2 separate regions of the Mus musculus genome follow, and region 1 is linked to region 2. The links are chromatin contacts, called in public Hi-C maps. All regions are on one chromosome and are shown on one strand. The core of a region is the stretch at or near the end of the contact, and the rest is flanking DNA. Distances in the headings are between cores, read along the strand shown. Region 1 has its middle 43 kb from the start of Pmp2. Region 2 overlaps Zfp704 (zinc finger protein 704).

Region 1 (2,700 bases), core at 35-2,534, 670 kb before region 2:
TTCCATGATGCCTTTTAAAAACAATTCTTGCTTGCAGTGAATACCTAAGCATCTGAGTTAAGATCCCCAACTCTAAAGCTGGCCTTGGCAGCAAGCGTTGTATTTCTAGCAACCTCCTGGGTGGGGCTCACTGTCCACTAAGTCTAGCTCATCAGTAAGCTTCAGATTCATACTTAAACAAACAAACAAACAAACAAACCCCTAAGAATTAAAAGAAAGAGGGGATGTTGAGCAGGAAGATGGCCCTGGCCATCTGCAGCGGCAGAGGGCTTATCAGGAGCCACCGAGCCTGCGCTAAAGCGCTCTGGACGCTGCTTTTGTTCTGGAAGGTTGCCAAGGGTTTTTCACGCTTCTGTGGCATCTAGTTTCCAGAAGGAACCTGTAAAATGGTAAATAAAATTGCCTGGTGTTGAGCTGCAAGATGGCTCTGTGGGTAAAGGTACCTGCTGCCAAGTTTGATCCTTAGGATTTGATCCCGGGGATCACGTGCTGGGAGGAGTGGCCTGACTCCCTTAAGGTATCCCCTGACCTTCAAACGAGTGCCTGAGCGCATGTGCGCGCGCACGCGCGCGCACACACACACACACACACACACACTCTCAAAATAAGTATATAAAGTGCAATAAAAAAAATTTTTTAAAGAGAGGTACATAGCATTTGAAGAAGAAAACACCCTGTGCTGACTCTGAACTCCCAGACACACCTCCCCCCCATTCCTATCCCTGCCCTGCACACATGCACACAACTACACATGCATATACCCTCATAGACACAGGAAAACACACACAAGAACACATATATACAGCACAAAAAGTATTAATTCCTATAATTCTTGTTGTATTATTACAGGAAACTTTAGGGAATCTCCGCATTAGATGCCATATATTATCGGAGAAATTGGGGTTTTCCCTTTGGGTTTTTGGTCTCATCAATAAAGAATTTAAAATTATCTTTAAAGCACAATTTTAAAAGCAGACTTGAGGAGGGTTTTTTTTGTTTTTTTGTTTTTTAATTTTAAGGGTAGGCAACCTGTAAATTCAGCAACTGCGGGGGGGGGGGAGGGGGGAGAAAAAGGAGGGGAGATAAGGACAGGGCATAGGGATGGAGCCATTACTAAGAGTAAGGAAGGCCAGCCTATCAGTGGGAGCATGCTGACATCTGGGGAAAAGAGATAAAAGGAAGAAAATGAAAAAAAAAATATTGTTTTTCTGAGTAGCCCAGAAAATCAAGCAGTCTTAGCAGAGGATGTGGCTCCCTGAGTGACTGCCCTCAGGAGGGCTCTCAGGAGGTTTAGCTGACTCAGACCTCCTGGGTGGCAGTCTCTAGAAGGCGATAGACAGGCTCATCTCTATAACTATTCCCAGGTAGATCAGAGCGGTCTGTGTCTAACCAGGGCGAGAGGTGAATCCTACGTTTCTGACAGAAGGAAATAGGTTTCCTATTAAAGGCCTCAACAGAGCCTCCATAGCCATCCTCATTGGCTTCTGAGGCTACTGTACCAACATAATATGGTGATTATTTCCTATAAAATATCATTATGAATTATCTAGTATATATAGACATCAATTTTTAGATACAATTTTGACAATCCTTTTAATGTAGCATCAACCCCTTGTACATTCAGCCCTCCGCAGAAATGAGCATCATACTGAATGCTTACTCATTCCTTGCCTTTTAAAAAAACATTTATCACTATTTTATATATCCTTTAACATTTCTGTCTGTAATTTATATTGTTCATCTGGCAACGGCTTCTTTTCACTCCTGGCCTAACTTCAGTTTTCTCCACGTTAGCACATGAACTGAGGCTAGTGCAGCTGCAGTGTGAAGCCACACTGTCTGGCCAGGTGTTTGGCTCTACTCCAGAGTTTTAGCTCGCAGGCCGTGAGTGCTGCTGCAGAATCAGCATATATAGACTATGCCTCGTGGTGTACGTGGTGTACGTGTGAGGAAGGCCTTTCTGAGGAATGTGCTTAGGATCTGAACTGACAGTTCTCAGAGTCTGAATTCCCGATAGTGTGTTGAATTTCTCTGAAGTGGCTCTGTGAGTCTCGCTCCAGCAGTAATGCTGGGCCTGTGTAAACACCTAACGTTATTAGAAGCTTTGATTTGGCCAACTTGATGAATCTGAAATGGATTAGTGTGCATTTCTGCGACTAATGAGATTGGGCATCTTTTTGAAATTTATATAAGCCAGAACTGACATCCCAGGAACATGCAGAAATACATGCAAATATGATTAATGATGGATTAGTCCATGAGTATCAGACCGAGACAAGAGATTTCCCCTGTAGAAAACACATAAATAATAATCTGCATTTCTGTCTCCATTGATTGAAGACTCAAGTATAATGGAAAGCCAAAGAATATTTAGGAGATAACTTAGAGGCATGGGGACGCAGCCCAGGAAGCAGAGCGGCCGCCTAGTGTGAGGCCAAGAGTACGGTGGTTAGGAACTGTAACAGCAGAATGGGGAGGGAGACGTGTGTGCGGGAGGTACAAGAGGTGTGTGTGCCATCCACAGCAACAGTGAGTTAAAAGCCAGCCTAAGTTACATGAAACTATGCCAGAGAGAACACAGAGGAGAGATGCTGGGGAGGGGGGGGATGGAGGGAGGGAGAAAAGGAGGGAGGGAGAGAGGGAGGGAGGGAGGGAGGGAGGGAGGGAGGGAGGGAGGGAGGGAGGGAGGGAGGGAGGGAA
Region 2 (2,700 bases), core at 157-2,656:
ATTCCACGTACGAGAGCATGCACTCTTTTAACAGACATCCATTCCCTAGACTGTAAACACAGCGAGAGAAGTGTTCACTGCACGTAGGTATGGGTCATGATTGCGGACACCCTCCGCTCTGTCTGACCTGCTAACACTCGAATAAGGAAGTTCAAAGTGTGAAGTGCTATGCACAGACACGTATTATCTGATGAGCACTGCATTTACACGTTTTGTCACAGTTTATCAGATGTGTATACATGCAGCTTTTCATTTCATTGGACCCACAGTTTTCGGTAGAGCCTGATTCCCACTTTGCAGAAGCAAGTGATTAAATTTGTACGGCTTGCCCAAGGTTGTTTATATTGTGACAGAAAAACAGTGAGCTGAGCATAAATAATAGAGGCTGCTTGTGAGCAAGATGAGTAAAAGAATCCACAGAGGAGAATGGCAGCCTAGTCTATGGGCCGGTGGGAGCTGAGGCACAAGAGGGACACTACTCCTTCCTCAGCCACAGCGGTGAAATGTGAGAGAGGCACCAAGCTGTCCTGGCTCTGCACGTCACTTGGCCAGCTTTGGGAGGGCAGAATCTAGCAGACTTTTTTCCTCTGGTTTCTTTCTTTCTTTTTCTTTATTAGATATTTTCTTTATATACATTTCAAATGCTATTCCGAAAGTTCCCTACCCCTACCCCTGCCCTGCTCCCCTACCCACCCACTCCCACTTCTTGGCCCTGTCGTTCCCCTGTACTGGGGCATATAAAGTTTGCAAGACCAAGGGGCCTCTCTTTCCAGTGATGGCCGACTAGGCCATTTTCTGATACATATGCAGCTAGAGTCAAGAGCTCCGGGGGTTACTGGTTAGTTCATATTGTTGTTCCACCTATAGGGTTGCAGACCCCTTCAGCTCCTTGGGTGCTTTCTCTAGCTTCTCCATTGGGGGCCCTGTGTTCCATATTATAGATGACTGTGAGCATCCACTTCTATATTTGCCAGGTACTGGCATACGAGACAGCTATATCAGGGTCCCTTCCTCAAAATCTTTCTGGCATATGCAATAGTGTGTGGGGTTTGGTGGCTGATTATGGGATAGATCCCCGGATGGGGTAGTCTCTGGATAGTCCATCCTTTTGTCTTAGCTCCAAACTTTAGTGAGGTAACCCAATCACAAAGGAAGTCATTAGATATGCACTCACTGATAAGTGGATATTAGCCCAGAAACATAGAACACCCAAGATACAATTTGCAAAACACAAGAAAATCAAGAAGAGGGAAGACCAATAGGTGGATACTTCATTCCTCCTTAGAATAGGGAACAAAATACCCATGAAAGGAGTTTCCTCTGGTTTCAAATAGATTGTTTCCGAACTACTATGGAATGTGACTGGGACTCTGAGAAGATGCAGTTCCTGTCATGACCACGAGGTGATGCAATGACCCAAAGTATGGGCACTATGGTACTCTCCAGAGAAAACCAATTCTGTAGAAGGGTAAAAGTTAACTACCAATTCCACAAGACCTTCTGGAAAGTCAGATTCCTGGTTCTGTCATATCTAGGTGTGATGTTCTGTGTATTCTGAAGTTGGGGTGTGTCACTGCTGTGCTGTGTGTGCTGTGCTGTGTGTGCTTTCGCCCTTGGATGCTGAGTGGGTTGGGAGCTTAGGAACCCTAGGCATAGAGACAAGATGCCATGGGCCTGATCCTGTATTGATAGATCAGTGCTGAATGGCTCACGGTGACTGTGAACCCCTCAGTCACCCAGTGCACTTTTGGGGTTAATGTGAGAAAACTCGCTGCAATGTTGTGAGTTTGGGTAGCTCTGGCAGAAATTGGGAATACACAGGAAACCTGACTCAGGAGTCTGTCTACTGGACCAGCAACAGTACCCCAGAGGCGCTTATAAACCTGGTTTTCATCACTTTCCCTTGGTTCGTAGGTGTGGTGACCATGGACAGTTTTACTGGGGGTTGGTTGGAGGGGAGCTTGAATCAAAACAGGAAGCTGTAAGCTAACACAGGAGTTTCGGTAGCTGTGTGGTCTTCAACCACGAGTTAAGCATTTGCTGCACTCTGCATTTTTTATCTTTGGGCTTATACTTATCCCCCAAAACACACAGATCTACAAAACTCATAAGTATGATGTGTTGTTTTAAACAAAATCCCAATTGTTCAATTTTACCAATGAAAACTTGGGAGCCAGATGCTGCAGATGCTGGAGTTAAAGCCTGCTAGCTCAGACAGGCAGAGAAAGCACCAACTGACCTTCCTCCTTAGTGGACCTCCCAAAACCGAATGTCCCTCCCTTCTACTTCCTGTGCATCTGCCTATCAGGTCCTCCTGACTCCCTCTTACTATGTCTTTTTGTTAATAATCACATATTCGCTCCCTGTCAAATGCCTCTTGACCTATGGTTGATTTTACTTAAATCTTGTTTACAGTATTCAAGCAAAAAGTTCCTGGATTAAAAGTGTGTGTTAGGGCTGAGCTACACCACAACTGGAAATAAGTTTTTCCAATAAATAACACAATCTCGGGGTCCACAGTGTGGTTACATATCCTGCAACAGTGGTGCCCACCTGCATCGTGAACTCTACAGCGTTCATTCCGAATCTGCTTCTCAGGAGCAGGAAGGTCTCCCAAGGGAGTGCTGTGCAGAAGCGGTCCCAATGAGGATAGTGCGTGAGCACACCAACCCCAAAGGTACACTGGGTGATGGAGAGGCT

The links. Hi-C and Micro-C count contacts between places; a contact is called where the count stands out from the background.
Region 1: a Hi-C map of the G1E-ER4 cell line shows a contact between it and region 2, with 2.2 times the contacts expected there. The contact joins two enhancer-like sites.

The regions. Positions count from the first base shown.
Region 1 is chr3:10,139,580-10,142,279 of GRCm38.p6, reverse strand. No RefSeq gene overlaps it. Among named protein-coding and RNA genes, the nearest start is that of Pmp2, 43 kb to the left of the region's middle. Within about 2 kb of position 1,284, at least 61 of the 459 cell types and tissues checked have an H3K27ac peak or open chromatin away from gene starts, as enhancers often do. A contact at or near this core is called in the G1E-ER4 cell line, where this site is marked.
Region 2 is chr3:9,465,212-9,467,911 of GRCm38.p6, reverse strand. The region is part of intron 4 of Zfp704 (zinc finger protein 704); the gene reads left to right. Among named protein-coding and RNA genes, the nearest start is that of C030034L19Rik, 64 kb to the right of the region's middle. Within about 2 kb of position 1,406, at least 21 of the 459 cell types and tissues checked have an H3K27ac peak or open chromatin away from gene starts, as enhancers often do. A contact at or near this core is called in the G1E-ER4 cell line, where this site is marked.